Linked DNA regions of Mus musculus: all the other regions are linked to region 1. The links are chromatin contacts, called in public Hi-C and HiChIP or PLAC-seq maps. All regions are on one chromosome and are shown on one strand. The core of a region is the stretch at or near the end of the contact, and the rest is flanking DNA. Distances in the headings are between cores, read along the strand shown.

The links. Hi-C and Micro-C count contacts between places; a contact is called where the count stands out from the background. HiChIP or PLAC-seq counts read pairs in DNA pulled down with a chosen protein or histone mark.
Region 2: a contact with region 1 is called in an H3K4me3 HiChIP or PLAC-seq map of neural progenitor cells, with 4 times the contacts expected there. The contact joins the enhancer-like site here to the promoter of Fbxl14 in region 1. A contact is called at or near these places in 4 of 39 promoter capture datasets (the 3T3-L1 cell line, the C10 cell line, embryonic stem cells and 1 more), 1 of 15 datasets of contacts at CTCF or cohesin (the NIH/3T3 cell line), 13 of 484 Hi-C or Micro-C datasets (LSK cells, Th1 cells, bone marrow-derived macrophages and 9 more), 18 of 115 datasets of contacts at active chromatin or transcription factors (astrocytes, bone marrow-derived macrophages, craniofacial prominence and 12 more) and 4 of 9 other capture datasets (adipose tissue, embryonic stem cells, liver and 1 more).
Region 3: a contact with region 1 is called in a Hi-C map of cortical neurons, with 3 times the contacts expected there. The contact joins the enhancer-like site here to the promoter of Fbxl14 in region 1. A contact is called at or near these places in 9 of 39 promoter capture datasets (the 3T3-L1 cell line, 3T3-L1-derived adipocytes, the C10 cell line and 4 more), 3 of 484 Hi-C or Micro-C datasets (cortical neurons and embryonic fibroblasts), 5 of 115 datasets of contacts at active chromatin or transcription factors (acute myeloid leukemia, astrocytes, bone marrow-derived macrophages and 1 more) and 2 of 9 other capture datasets (adipose tissue and liver).
Region 4: a contact with region 1 is called in an H3K4me3 HiChIP or PLAC-seq map of the SCID.adh cell line, with 23 read pairs. The contact joins the enhancer-like site here to the promoter of Fbxl14 in region 1. A contact is called at or near these places in 9 of 39 promoter capture datasets (3T3-L1-derived adipocytes, the C10 cell line, the HPC-7 cell line and 5 more), 4 of 15 datasets of contacts at CTCF or cohesin (the NIH/3T3 cell line, large pre-B cells, pro-B cells and 1 more), 45 of 484 Hi-C or Micro-C datasets (CD4 T cells, CD4 single positive thymocytes, CD8 T cells and 28 more), 33 of 115 datasets of contacts at active chromatin or transcription factors (the 230-238 cell line, CD4 single positive thymocytes, the NIH/3T3 cell line and 24 more) and 4 of 9 other capture datasets (adipose tissue, embryonic stem cells, liver and 1 more).

Annotation. Positions count from the first base shown.
Region 1 is chr6:119,477,612-119,481,332 of GRCm38.p6, forward strand. Fbxl14 (F-box and leucine-rich repeat protein 14) reads left to right here and starts at 2,057. Exons shown (of 1, transcript NM_133940.3): 1 at 2,057-3,721. The coding sequence starts at 2,249. The coding sequence ends at 3,451. The region is part of intron 1 of Wnt5b (wingless-type MMTV integration site family, member 5B); the gene reads right to left.
Region 2 is chr6:119,863,009-119,866,729 of GRCm38.p6, forward strand. No RefSeq gene overlaps it. Among named protein-coding and RNA genes, the nearest start is that of 3110021A11Rik, 17 kb to the left of the region's middle. Within about 2 kb of position 1,848, at least 66 of the 459 cell types and tissues checked have an H3K27ac peak or open chromatin away from gene starts, as enhancers often do. A contact at or near this core is called in brain, cerebral cortex, cortical neurons and 3 more, where this site is marked.
Region 3 is chr6:119,213,205-119,216,925 of GRCm38.p6, forward strand. Dcp1b (decapping mRNA 1B) reads left to right here. Exons shown (of 9, transcript NM_001033379.3): 7 at 1,566-2,402. Among named protein-coding and RNA genes, the nearest start is that of Cacna2d4, 21 kb to the right of the region's middle. Within about 2 kb of position 1,762, at least 15 of the 459 cell types and tissues checked have an H3K27ac peak or open chromatin away from gene starts, as enhancers often do. A contact at or near this core is called in cortical neurons, where this site is marked.
Region 4 is chr6:119,747,111-119,750,831 of GRCm38.p6, forward strand. It overlaps Erc1 (ELKS/RAB6-interacting/CAST family member 1), which reads right to left. Exons shown (of 21, transcript NM_053204.2): 12 at 2,728-2,868. Among named protein-coding and RNA genes, the nearest start is that of Erc1, 99 kb to the right of the region's middle. Within about 2 kb of position 2,156, at least 16 of the 459 cell types and tissues checked have an H3K27ac peak or open chromatin away from gene starts, as enhancers often do. A contact at or near this core is called in CD4 single positive thymocytes, the SCID.adh cell line, T-cell acute lymphoblastic leukemia and 5 more, where this site is marked.

The sequences.
Region 1 (3,721 bases), core at 807-3,306:
AACTCTCAAATAACTGGTCTCTGACTTCCACGTGGTGTGTCATGGAACTCAGTTGTGAGTATCAATAAACGCATGTGAATGTGCACCCACACACACACACACTGAATAAAATGTCCTAAGAATCGGCTTGGGCTTGAAACGGTGCTTACCGCTAAGCCTGACCAGCTGAGAGCCATCTCCAGCACTCGTACAGTAGACGGGGAGAACAGATGGCCCCTGGGGCTGTTTAAACAGAAGATAACCCAGATGACCCCAGGAGAGTGCAAACTGAGGCACAGCCAGAATTGTTACACTATACGTCAGGAATTATTTGGTGACAAACAATGTTGCCTCATATTCAGGAAGGCCATAAAAGTCTAAGGGCCTCGGTATGTGCAATGTGAGATACAAAGGGCCTGCAGGAATTTTAGCCACTGCATTTCCTGATTAAGACCCACGGGGTGGGATTTACTGTGTATTGTGCCTGTTAGTTCTGTACACACTCGGGTCTAACAAGTATCTGTTACTTAGGAAAGAGGAGTGGCTAAAAGCCAAGGCGATCGTATTCCAAATTTGGACCACATCCCAAATCTTGTTCAGTGCAAGATGTCAGCAGGTAAGGTCATTGCTACCAAGTCTCATGATCCGAGTTCCATCCTGGAATCCACATGCTAGGAGAGGGATGACTTCTTCAAGTCGTCTTCTGACCACTAGATACTGGCTGTGGAGCATGCCCTCTCCCCATTAAAGAAATACAATGTATTAATAATAATAATGATGATGATGTCTTGTTCAGGTTCCCAAAGAGTCAAGGAAACAGCTAAGTCAGGTTGTTTTGTATCTAGATGTGTGAACTTGTAACTTATTTAAGATTCTCAGGTTCCTTTTCTCTGAACTAAAAACTCTTGGCTTCAGGGGTCATAAAAATACAATTCTGAAATCCTATCCTTCATGCAGATATTTAAGACCCGAGGCTACACTGTATAGAGTTGAGCTCTGCCCTAGATTCATAAAATATACATAAAGCATAAGGCTGGAGCATCTTTAACCAGACCAAAGAGTGTATGTGTGTCAGCACATACAGATGTATTAGGTATCCGTACAGCTGGGCCGTGCAATCTACAGTCTAAGTGGCCGAGGAAAAAGACAAAACCTGGTGTAGGTTAGAGCGCAAGGCAGGGGCAGAAGCAGTGGGAAGTTTTGACACAAAGTTGAAAGGGAAAGGAACTCACATGGGTGTATGGAAACAACAAGATTGTGGAAGGCAGGCACACTGGACAACTTCCAGAAATTTCTAGAACGAGAGCTGTCAAACTATGCTGACTAAAAGCCACTTTCTCCACCAAATTAAGACTCACTACTAAAGAGAAAGGAATGGTGGGAAGGCCGCCCGACTGGGGCAGTGGGTGTGGTGAGATGGTTAAAGGCGCTCTGAGAAGTAACGCGGGCTAGAGGGGATGGAATATGCGGGCAAGAGAGGATGAAGTATGCGGGCGGGAGAGGGCGTGGAGTAAGCGTGGACACCGAGGGGAGCAGCCCGTGGGCCATCGGGCGCTCTTTAGGGCTGCACGGTGCGGCGAGGCCGCCAGCCATCCCGGCGCGCATGGGGTTAAGCCTCCGCGGCCGAGGGCAGAGCCCGGTTTCCAAGGAAACGGCTCCACCAGTTCCGGCGGCGCGGGCGCGTACCACTGAGCGGGGGAGCCGGCGCGGAGGACGCGGAGGGCGCAGCGCGGCTGGCCGGCTCCTAGGGCGCAGGCCCGATCACGCCGGTGAGTTCGCCGCGTCCCGCCGCCCGCGGCCGTGAATCGGACCCGCGCGACTTAGGCGGGGGAGGAGCGGCGCGCGGCGGCCCCAGAGTCCCCCCGCGCAGCGGCCGAGTGCGAGCAGCCCGGGGCTGGGCAGTTTGAACCGCGGACGGCAGACAAAGGCAGCAGGAAGCCGTCCGCAGCCCGAGCGCCCGGCCCGGGCCTCGCCGGCGCGCGCAGCAGCGACGCGGCCGGGCGCGGGATGCCGCAGGGCGCGGGGCGGCGCGCGGGCGCGGACGCGGCGCCCGCCCCGGCCGGGATGTGAGGCCCGAGCGGCCGCGCGGGGGCGGGAAGGGCGGCAGGAAGGAAGCGCCGCTCGGACGCGCCGGGAGGAGGAGCGGCGGCCCGGCCGGAAGGCGGGGAGGGGCGGCCGTTGGCCCGCGGCGGGCCGCTCTCGGCGCCTCCCGGGGCGGCGGCGGCGCCCGCGCCTCCTGCACCCGGCGCGGCGTAGCGGCGGGAGGAAGATGGAGACCCACATCTCGTGCCTGTTCCCCGAGCTGCTGGCCATGATCTTCGGCTACTTGGACGTCCGAGACAAGGGTCGCGCGGCGCAGGTGTGCACGGCCTGGCGGGACGCCGCCTACCACAAGTCGGTGTGGCGGGGCGTGGAGGCCAAGCTGCACCTGCGCCGGGCGAACCCGTCGCTGTTCCCCAGCCTGCAGGCCCGGGGCATCCGCCGCGTGCAGATCCTCAGCCTCCGCCGCAGCCTCAGCTACGTGATCCAGGGCATGGCGAACATCGAGAGCCTCAACCTCAGCGGCTGCTACAACCTCACCGACAACGGCCTGGGCCACGCGTTCGTGCAGGAGATCGGCTCGCTGCGCGCTCTCAACTTGAGCCTTTGCAAGCAGATCACCGACAGCAGCCTGGGCCGCATAGCCCAGTACCTCAAGGGCCTGGAGGTGCTGGAGCTGGGGGGCTGCAGCAACATCACCAACACCGGCCTTCTGCTCATTGCCTGGGGGCTGCAGCGCCTCAAGAGCCTTAATCTCCGCAGCTGTCGCCACCTCTCGGATGTGGGCATCGGGCACCTGGCCGGCATGACGCGCAGCGCTGCCGAGGGCTGCCTGGGCCTGGAGCAGCTCACTCTTCAGGACTGCCAGAAACTCACGGATCTTTCCCTGAAGCACATCTCGCGAGGGCTGACGGGCCTCCGGCTCCTCAACCTCAGCTTCTGCGGCGGCATCTCGGACGCGGGCCTTCTGCACCTGTCGCACATGGGCAGCCTGCGCAGCCTGAACCTGCGCTCCTGCGACAACATCAGCGACACCGGCATCATGCATCTGGCCATGGGCAGCCTGCGCCTTTCCGGTCTGGATGTGTCGTTCTGTGACAAGGTGGGAGATCAGAGTCTGGCGTACATAGCCCAGGGACTGGACGGCCTCAAGTCCCTCTCCCTTTGCTCTTGCCATATCAGTGACGATGGCATCAACCGCATGGTGCGGCAGATGCACGGGCTGCGCACGCTCAACATTGGACAGTGTGTGCGCATCACGGACAAGGGCCTGGAGCTGATCGCTGAGCACCTGAGCCAGCTCACGGGCATAGATCTGTACGGCTGCACCAGGATCACCAAGCGCGGCCTGGAGCGCATCACGCAGCTGCCCTGCCTCAAGGTACTTAACCTGGGACTTTGGCAGATGACGGACAGTGAGAAGGTCAGGTGAGGGCGGCAGTTCCAGTTCCCCCGCCCCGCCCTGTTCATCCCAGGACCACCACTGTTCCGCACACTCACGCGCGCACTTACACGTTCAGGGCAGTGGCCGCGGTGGGGCGATGACGGAAGCCTGGGCTCTCTTCTCCTAGTCTGGCGCCCCTCTCCACTGCGTCTGGAGTTGTTCTGCTCCCTCTACCCACTCTCCTTTCCCAGTGAGGGGAGAGATGGACCCTGCTGTTTCTCTGCCCACTCTTCTGCAGGGTATGGAGACTTTCAGCCA
Region 2 (3,721 bases), core at 598-3,097, 390 kb after region 1:
AGAGTCCATAATGTGAGAGAAGAGGCAATGGCAGCCAGAACAGGAATCCCAGAGCTCACGTCTTCAAAGTCAAAGCACAAAGCAAAGACAGGTCTAGCAGGACTAGGTCTTAAGTTCTCAAAGCCCTCCAGAGACATATTTTCTTTAGCAAGGCTACACCTAAACTTCCCCATACAGAACCACTTCTCCTGGACCAAGTCTCCAGATACCCAAGACCATGGAGGGCATCCCTCATTCATCACACTAGCCTGTCCTTATAACTCAAGTATAGAAGAAAATTACCATCTTCTATTTCAGCACCATGCCACCCTTTTTTTTGAATAGGAGCTCTTTCCATGTGACAAAGGCTGACCTGGGACTCACTAGGTAGCCTAGGGTGGCCCCAAGTCCATGGTGATGTTCCTGCCTCAGCTTCCCAAGGCCTAGGATTACAGCATCTGCTACTGTATCCATCTCTCAGTTCTTTCCTCCATGGGAGATGGTGAATCAAAAGCCTACTTTGTTACAAGTGTGAGTTTTTTCTTTCTTCTTTGGGTTTGTTTGAAGCATGACTCCATGGAGCTAACTCTAGCCATGAACTCAATCTACAAAGAGCCAGGATTACAAGCATGCACATACAGCCACAGATTTTGTTTAAAAAGAGAAAAAAAAAAAAGATGTGTATGAGAGTTTTGTCTGGTTGAGTATATGGTACACTACTTTTCTGTCTGGTGCCTGGGAAGGCTAAGAGGGCATCAGACCCTCTGAAAGAACAGCCAGGGCTCCAAGCCACTGAGCCATCTCTCCACTACCATAGGTGTATTCTTAGACCAAAGCTAATTCAAGAGAAGGCGTAGTAATCTGAGAGATAGGTGATGTGCTTGGTTTTAGGGTTTTCTGTTGTTGTTGCTGTTTGTTTGAGACAATCTCTCACGTAGCTGAAGCAGCCTCAGATTCCCTTAGTAACCTAAGCTGACTTACAATTCTGATCCTTCTTCTTCCGTGTCCTGGTGCTGGGGCTAGAACCCAGGGCTCTGTGCATTCTAGGCCAGCACTCTACATCCCCGCCTCTTAAAATACGTTAAATGGATAAAATTAAACTTTTTTTGAGGTGCTGAGAATCAAACTCATGGCTCATATCAGCAAGTGATCTACCACTAAGCTACACCCTTAGCCTGAAAATCATACATTTAAATGCAGTAGGGTACGGGGCTAAAGAGGTGGCCCAGCAGTTAAGAGCACTTGTTGCTCTTCCAGAGGACCCAGATTCAGTTCCCTGCACCCACCTGGCAAGCTGTACCACTGCTATCATGCAGTAGACAAGGGCAGGAAACACGGCAGTAAAAATACCCTATCTACCGACCCACCCTCAACAATGAGACAAAGTAACTAGTCTTGAAACCTAGCCAAATTACTAATAACTACCATGGTGATGCTTAAAGAAAATGCTTCCCACCTCCTGAAGCCTTCCTGCCACTGAAGCACCCCACCCAGCTCCATTCTCTGCACAAGACCTCTGAATCACTACATCCATCCTGTGCCACCCAGATCCTTCCAGTTCAGCCCGGCTTGCATGTGAAGCTCGGAGATCTAGAAGCCACTTCATTGCCTGGCACGATGTGTTAGTATTCTGTGGTAGGTAACTTCACAAAATGAGGCGCTACTGTCCCCCATTCCACGAGTCCTTACATTGATACTCTGATACTCTGTCTTTGAGAGGGAAGACTGCGTTTTCTTTGGAGGCTAGATAATCGGAGGCAGTGCAGCTTTCTGCTTTTTTGGAATGCTGGCTCTCAGTGCCCAGTCATATGCCAGGAAAAACTCCAGGCAGCTGGTGAAAAAGCCCATGCGGAGAGGAACATGGACTGAGCCCGGAACTCAGATGCACTCTGGGCCAGGAGCCAGCACTTCCTTGCCAGTCATGGAGTGCACTGGCTTGAAAACCAGATCTTGCAGCCTCCAGCCTGCTATCCTGACTAATCCACAGAGTGAGAGGTGAAGCAAGATTCATGAGCAACATAAATGATGACGTGTTCCTAACAAAGGAGCAAATTAATAAGCACAAAACTCATTTTACCAAGATAATACTTTTTGGTAGATTTTCTTGTTGTTGTTGTTGTTGTTTGTGTTTTCAAGACAGGGTTTCTCTGTGTAGCCCTGGCTGTCCTGGAACTCATTCTGTAGACCAGGTTGGCCTCGAACTCAGAAATCTGCCTGCCTTTGCTTCCCAAGTGCTAGGATTAAAGGCATGCACCACCACTGCCCGGCTTGGTAGATATTTTTTATTGATTTAAAATTTTTAGTATATATACTAAATATATACATATATGTGTGGATATGTGCACATGAGTGTAGGTAACTGCGGCATCCAGAAGAGGGCATGAGATCCCCTGGAGCTGGAGTAGAAGCAATAGTAGTAAGACAGTTGTTGTGAGTGCTGAAAATTGATCTAAAGTCCTCTCAAAGAAAAATAGTTCTGAGCCATCTTTCCAGCCCCAGTACCTTTTTTTCTTTAAAAAAGACATGATCTTTGGGGTGGGACTAGCTCAGTTGACAAAGTGCTTGCCTTAAAACCACAAGGACCTACCTGAATTTGATCCCCCAAATCCATCTAAATGTCAAGTGTTATGGCACTCTTGTGTAATTCCAATTCCAATACAGGAGGCAGAGCCAAGGAGGGTCCCTTGGTTAGTCAATGGTTAGTCAATCTAGCCTAATTGATGAACTCTAGGCCAATGAGAGCCCCTTCCTCAACAAATGTGGACAGTATTCCTGAGAAGGATACCCAAGGTTGTCCTCTTGACTGCCACAGGCACCCACCCACATGTACACCTGCATAGTCTTCTACACTAACATGCATACACATGCATAGAGAGGATGGCATGTGTTGGTTAGGCTGCTTTCAAACTCCCAAGCACAAACAATTCTACCACAATACCATTATGCCTGGAAAAATTCTAATTTTGTTTTTGTTTTTAAAGATCTATTTTTATTGTGTATATGCACATGCAGGAAGAGGGTGTGTGTGTGTGTGTGTGTGTGTGTGTGTGTGTGTGTGTGTGTACAGGTACCCAAGGAGTCAGATTCCCCTGGTATTAGATTTACAGGCTATTAGTAGCTACCTGTTATGTGTGCTGGGTACTGAACTCAAGTCCTCTGTAAAAGCAGGATGCCCTCTTAACCACTGAGCCATTTCTCCAGCCCCCATATTTTGAGATAGTGTTTTACTCTGTAGTTCTGGCTAGCCTGGAACTCTTGTAGCTAGCCTAAATTGGCCCTGCACCTCTAGTAGTCTACCTCTGCCTCTTGAACGTTGGAATTAAACGTCACAGTCATTGAAGAAGATCTCAGAAGATGAATTGGCAGAATTAACATAGTAAAAATGGCCATCTTACCAAAAGCAATCTACAGATGCAATGCAATCCCCATCAAAATTCCAATTCATTTCTTCATAGAGATAGAAAGAGCAATTCTCAAATTCATTTGGAACAACAAAAAACCCAAGATAGCAAAACTATTCTCAACAATAAGAGAACTTCTGGGAGAATCACCGTGCTTGACCTCAAGCTGTTCTACAGAGCAAGAGTGATAAAAAAAAAATACTGCACGGTATTGGTACAATGACAGGCAGGTAGATAAATGGAATAAAACTAAAGACCCAGAAATGAACCCACACACCTGTGGTCACTTGATCTTTGACAAAGAAGCTAAAACCATCCAGTGAAAAAAAGACAGCATATTC
Region 3 (3,721 bases), core at 512-3,011, 260 kb before region 1:
TCTTTTCACAGTGGCTTGGGAATAAAAACATCCTAGATGACGAGTGGATAATGAAAACGTGGTGCATATGCACTGTGGAGTACAATTCAGCTGTAAAGAGAAATGAAATCATGAGATGTGTAGGTAAAGGGGGAGAACTAGGAAACGTCCTGAGTAAGGCAGGCCAGCCCCAGAAAGACAAATGTCCCACGGCCTCTCTCACTGAGGCTCCTAGCTCCAGATCTCACAGTCTGAGCATGGAACCTGGAGTGACTGTAGACCAGGAAACGCTCTGCCTTTATCTGCTACCTCTCTAGGGTTCTCAAAGAGCTTTGCCCGTGTACTACAGGGAGGGCCGGCCAGTGCTGAAGGACACTGAAGGTCAGTGGAGAAAGGCAGGGTCTTGCTGCACTGTTCATTCGTACTGTGTAAACTGACACTCCTCCTGGTACTGTCCCACTTACCATGTGCTGTGCTCATGGCTCATGACAAGTGTCAGCAGACAGAATCATAAGCCATTGGGTCTGTGTTCTTCTAGGATGGGTGACTTCCCAGGCCACTGGAGGAGGAGCCATCAAGGCAGCACAATACAATGTAACAGTTTTGAGCAATGCTCTGTTCCAGGGGCAATGCCAGGCACTGCATGCAGCTTCCAGGGCCCGTTCTGGGTTAGCGCTGGGCCAGGGGGTAGTCTAAGCCCCACAGGCCTGTGGTGGTATGTGTGCTGTGTGCTATTCAGAACAGTGCAGCAGAGACAAAATTTGCTGATTAGCAGGGCCCTGATCTGTTCTTTCATCAAAGTTATTCCTAAGTAAAGAGGTATTTTTCAAGGAATTGAGTTAAACAAGTTCCAAAAATGAGCATGAGCCAAAATATATAAAATGACTGACAAATGTAAATCAGGTTTTGAATTCTTAAAAAAATAAGGAAGTATTTTCTAACTTATTTTAGGGTTTTATTGCTTTCCAGGAGAATGTTTTATTTCATTTTAGTAGAGATACCAAGCAGCTCTAGAAAGGAGCTTATGTTTTCAAGCAGAACGTGCAGAAGGAGGAAGGGCTCAGGAGGAAGAGGGCAGGAGCGGTGCAGCAGCCAGGCCAAGGCATTGCATAGACCTGGTCCTTGCACACTAGATTAGAATACCCGCTTCTCGCTAACCTTGGCTTTCTATAGTTCTGTGGAAAGCAGCCAAGATCCTTCGCTCCTACATTCTTCTATTTTCAGCACGTCTTGTTCTCAGCATCCCTAGATGGACCCTGGCTGCAGAGATGGGTTACCATGAAGATGTGCAGTCTTCTGCTGTAGAGTATAATTGTACACCCTGGTCTGTGAGCTGCAAACTCCTGGCATGCTTTATCAGCAGACCAGATACTGTGGTATAACAGTCCTGGGGGCAGGGAGGAGGATGCTGTGAAGATGTTAGACACTTCAAAGGTCTCAGGCTTTCCAAGGTAATAAATTTCAGCTCTGTCAGCAACCCTTTGTGACTAGAGGAAGCCATCGGTTAGCTGAGCTGTGCTTCACAGCCTTCCCTCCCACAACTAAATGGTGGGAACCTATTTTGGGATATCTTTTTTTTTCCCCAGACCTCGGACCCTGAGCCTCAGCACTTATCTTTAACAGCACTATTTGGGAAACAAGACAAAGCTCCCTGTCAGGAAACTGTAAAGCCCTCCCGGACCTTTGCCCACCACCACCACCATCACCACCAGCAGCAGCAAGAGACGCGTCCAGTTCATCACGGGGTCGCATGCTCCCTGTCCTGTGAGGAGCCCAGGAAGCTCTCACTCCCGGTGGAGAAGCAGCTCTGCCCGGCCATTCAGAAACTCATGCTCGGGAGCCCGGGGCTGCACCCCCTGCCTCAGCACCCTGAACAGTGGTCCTGCAAAAGTGGCAGCCCCAGTCCTGCCGGGGGAATTCTCCCTGGTCCTGTCCAGCTGGGGTCCCCCTGGAATGGCAGGGTTGCACACTGCACACAGAGCACTTGCAGAGGCCACAAGCTATTAGAGCAGCTTCAAGGTGCCCCTGGGGCAGTGCATAAGTATAACCCCTGTGCGCCTACCGGTCCAGCTGTGGCCACTCAGGTGGCTCCGGGCCAGAGTGTGGCCCAATCACAGCTGGTGTATTTCAGTGGCCCCCTTCAACCTCCCGCCCCAGGACACCAAGCTCTCAGGAAGGAGCAGGGTGCACTGCCTGCACAAGCGGTGTCCCTCTCTGGCAGCCAGGAGAGCAGCCCCACCGTGCTCCCTACGCAGGAGCTGCTAAGGAAGCTCCAGGTAGTACACCAGGAGCAGCAGGCGGCCCCCCGGCCAGCCTTGGCAGCCAGGTTCCCTGTGTCAGCCCAGGGATCAGGGACAGAAAAGCCCTTGGAAGCCTGGGTCAGCAAGACAGCCAGCATGGAGAAGCAGGCTCCTCTTCTGCAGGTAAATATGTACTGGGGAGAAGGCTGCTCTAGGACTGCAGTGGGATCCGCAGCTGGCTGCTGGGCTACAGGGAACATGTATCACATGGGTCCCCATTAGAACAGCTACACGAAGCCCCTGGGGTCTCTGGCTTTCACCTTGTCTTTTTGCCGGCATAGAGACGCTTCTGTGTGCTTAGTCTGCCTGCTGCTCCTCTGCCATTTAGAGGTGGTTTGTTTGTAGAGTTCACATGTCATAAGGCCTAAAGACCAGCCCAGAGGTGGAAAAACACTTAGTCTTTGACTATGAAGACCCATGCAGTTGTCTCTAACAGTTTAGGATGCAAACATCTGGCTGATTCCTGGTTTTCACCCTATGGTTGGTTATTGCTTGCACATTGGCTGGGTGTATGATTTTGAGTGCTTCCTACATGTTAGTAGCCACGTTTCTACACAGTCAACGATCTTGTAGGTTCTTGAAGTAAACAGAAATAACAGAAAAGATACTATTGTTTGTATTGCCTTCTAGGTGCACAGTATTATGAAGACCAGGCAGGAACAAGTATACCACCCACAAGCTGCCAGAGAAGGGAACATAGTGTGATTGCTAGAAATAGTGTATCTTTCTGGGAGGATGGTTGCCTCTACCCATCAGCTACTGGGATAGTGAGCCAGAATCTGTTGACCAGCTGCCTGTAATGGCATCTGAAGGTCTGCCCAGGTCTGTTTCCCATGGTTTGCCATGCAGTGGCAGAAAACGTGCTGCCTTTAAAGATTGGAATGGTCCTTGTACTTATTTTTATTTTTATTTTTATTTTATTTATTTAAAAATCTTGATCTTTTTTACTTGTTTCATCACATAGCTCAGAGTAGGTCCTCAGAAATTGTTCATGATTTTTAAAACAAAGGCCTTGGGCATACACTGTATGTGTTTGGGTGTGTGAACATGTCAGGGTGTTCTTTTTTATTAAATCCCAGGTGCAAGTGCCTTCTGATGGAAACTGAGGCTGTGTCCCCTCTCTCACTGCGAGACAGTATTGATCCCTTTCTAAATGTCTGTTTTTCATTTCTCTTTGTTGATTTGGAATCAGAAAATCAGGGTTAATAATCAGACTTAAATTTCTACATATACAATTCTCTTTGTTTTCAGTCCTCACAAATGCCAGGGACCAAATAAGGAAAGTGTGCATTCTGTCAGCCCACGCTGTGCTCTTCCTGCTGCTGAGACTCCTCCCTTTGGGAGCATCAGCTCTCAACACCTCTCCTTGGGAGATCAAATAGGGAAAGCTAAGAGAAACAACAGCCTGTCTCCCTCTAGGCCATTTTCTGCCCCCAAAGATG
Region 4 (3,721 bases), core at 906-3,405, 270 kb after region 1:
CATTAAAGACCTTTACAACTTTAATATCTATATATACACACAAACTCAAAAAAAGAGATTTACCAAGCCAATGGTAGGAACACTTATTTAAAACAATTTTAAAGCTGACATGGTAGCATACATCCCAGTAAGCACTCGACAGGCGGAGGTAGTTGGAACGTCATGGGAACGTCATGAGAATATATCTTAATAAGTGAACTAGTCAACTTTGCAAATAGAGTAGCATATTTAATTCAAGATGTAAACCTAAGACAGGAAGCACACACTTGAAATTCTAACACTCAGAAGGCAGAGGCACAGGTACAAAAACAAGTTACTGGCCAGCAAAGTCTATAGAGACCCTCCCTGTCTCGGTAAATAAAACAATAAATGCAAACAAACATAAAAATACTGTGAACAGAGGAGAAATCATCTCAAAAGATTCAAAATAGTGTTAAACAAGATCCAACATCCCCTCCTGATAAAAATTCTTAATACACTAGGTATAGGAAATACTTGTCTCAACCTAGTAAGAACTATATATGGGAAACATAAACAATATGATCCTGTGTGGGGGAAAAACTCAAAGCATTCTCAATATAATCAGAAATAGGACAAAAGTGTCCACTCTACATTAAAATTCAATATAGTACTTGAAGTCCTGGACACAGCAATAAGAGAAAGAAGTAAAAGGGATACAAACAAACCAGAACTGAGCTGAAAGTGTCCTCTCTACTAGCCCCCTTTCATAGCAAGGATGGTGCACTGCATGCTACTAAGGGAGAAAAAGCAATGCTCTTCTCTAGCTAAGAACCCGATGAACTTTAACACCACTTGCCAGGCAAGATACACCCCCCACCCCCGGTGCAATAGTGACACTACTGTTATGGGGACAACCAAGAACTCCATCATTAGTTTGGGGGCCCACTACACAATAAGTATTAACATTTCTAATGCTATAAACACAATTAAAACAACTAGGGTTTTAGTATTATTTAAGGGGTAACTTAGTGCTGGTCTTTAGCTAAGTTGAAATAGTGCCAAGCTGCTTTCTAAATATCTATAATTATACCCATGTATATTACTCTCTGTCTTAATCAGATAATGTTGTCTTTGGAATGAGAAATGGCAAAATGCAAAAGACTCATGGTTGCTCAAGATACTAAGAAAAGGTGATGGTTTAGTGCTCAGCCCTCAACAACATATACCACTCCCTCTCGGGCTAAGGGAGCATAACTGAAGAGAAGGTATTAAGAATGTAAGGGTGAGACATATGCAGGAAAAATGCTACCTTGCGGGCATGATGTAGTCATGATCTCATGTGGCTGACAGCAGTAGGCTTCCAGGAGATGGGACTGCTGTCAACAGTCAACTGGGAATTGTGGAGGGTCCTATGTGGTCCTAGTCCATCCTGCTATACTATGATCTACTGAATAGATTTCAGGTGAGTGGCAAACACTGTGGTCAGCACTGATGAGCTCAACATGTTCCACTCATTAACACCAAACCATGGTCACACAGCCCTGCTGTGCTGGTTTGTTTTTATTAACTTAACACAAGTTAAAAGCGTCTAGGAAGAAGAAATCTCAATTGAGAGATTGCCTCCATCAGGCTGTCTACAGTCTATGGAGTACTTTATTAACTAATTCTTGATGTGGCGAGGCTCACCCCATGTGGGCAGTGCCACCCTGGGCAGATGGTTGTATAATAAGCCATGGAGATCAACCATCCTTCCATAACCTCTGCCTCAGTTCCTGCCCTCATTGCTCATCATGGTGAACTGTAAGCTTTTCGAAATAAACCCTTTCCTCCTCATGTTGTTTGTGGCCAAGGTGTTTATCACAGCAACAGAATGTAAACTAAGACACCTGGCTTTAAACTCAGTGTCATACAAGAAACAAAAAACAACAGCAACAATTACAACAACAAAAGCTGAATTCAAGAAAGGGACTTGGGGGGCATGTAAAAAAAATGAAAATGGGAGAGAAGGTGACAGTAATCAAAATGTACAATATGTATTATGGAACTGTTAAAATAGCACAGACTTCAAAAATGATTCTAGTAACAAGCCAGGATGTTAATTCACTATCAAATGTCTAGCCTAATTGGAGTGACTGAAAACTACAGAATGGTATGAGCAAAGGGAAAGAGAAACAGCAAAGCGCAGTCTGCAGGAACCTTCTAGAAGCCACCCCACCCCCACCCCATCCCCGAGATCAAAGTCTTCCTCCTCCGTGTGCTGAAGCTTGATGTGCCAGTGTTCATTACTGGGGTGATTGGAAACGAGACAGCACATCTGACCAAATCTGTGGGTTAATCCCTGAACCACACTGTGATGGCACCGCTGAGGGGTCAGACTGAGAGGTGGGATCTCAGCAGAGGAAGCAGATCACTAAGGACACGATCTGAGATGAACACTTTGTCCTCGCTTCTATCTGCTGCTTTCCTGGTGGCCAGGATGTTCTGCCTCACTAAACACTAGAAGCATTGGAATCATCTAACCTTGGACTGTAACTTTTCAAACTACAAAGCTAAATAAATCTTTTCCTACTTCAGTACTGTTTATCTTAGGTATTTGGTTATAACTGCAATACCTTAAAACAATAAAAAATAAAAATAACTCTAAATTCTATATTGTCACTATAAATCCTTAACTTTAAAAAAAGAAAAAGAAAAAAAAAAGGCACTCAGAGCTATCTACAGTGTTCCTATGTAAAGAAAAACAATAATGGTAACTTTTTCTTCAACCTTTTTCAACTGTGACTCCATTTTTAGGCACTCTTCCTTCTTCTGCTCAAGAGCAATTTCTAGGGTCTTGAGCCGCGAGTCCTTTTTGAGTCCTGAGGAAGCCAGGGAAGAAGCATGCTCTTTGATATCCAAGAGAGAAGCCTAAAAGAAGCAAGGCATAGTTACAATAAATACTGTGAAATAAAATGTGGATTTAATTTTTTTAACATATATTCATAGTATTTGGACGTTTCCATTTCAAGAACATCCATGAACTATAAAACTTCCAGACACTGGCTTAGCTTTCAGATATCAGTTAAAAGCAGGTGGATCCTCAGTACTAATAAAGAGTCCTAAAAACGCCTGGGGATGAAACTCAGGTAAAGAGTTTGCCTAGTAGGCATTACGTCCTAGGTTCAATCTCCAGCTACACATAAACAAGGCACAGAACACACCTGTAGCTGCAGAACTCAGGAGGTAGAGGCAGGAGGATCAGAAGTTGAAGGCCAGCCTGAATTACAGGAGGCCCTGTCTCAAAAACAGAACAAGGCTCTAACCCACTGCACTTATTCTCCCAAGGTAAAGGGGAATGAGCTTTAAGAACAGAAGTAGCCAAACTCAGTAACTACACTGATTTGAGCATGCATGTTTTCCCTCTCTTAGCAGGAAGTTCTTGTAGAAACTTACTTCTACAAACTTTCTACAGTAATTAGACAGACCTACTGGATTTGTCATTACACAACATTGAACTTTGTAGCTACTTAAGTGATTCTGATAGGATTATTAAAAAATAAGAACAAAACTCACGAAGTGAATCAAGTTATAGGCTATGATGTTTCTAATAGTGGTTCTGATTAGATTTCCTCCTTTTCTGTCACCTTCCTTACTGTTAGCAGTGTTTCTCCAAATGTAACTGGGCTTCAGCCATTCTAGGATCTGCATATAGATTGGGATCCCATAAGAAACCCACTCTTGGGCTGCAGAGATGGCTCAGAGGTTAAGAGCACTGACTACT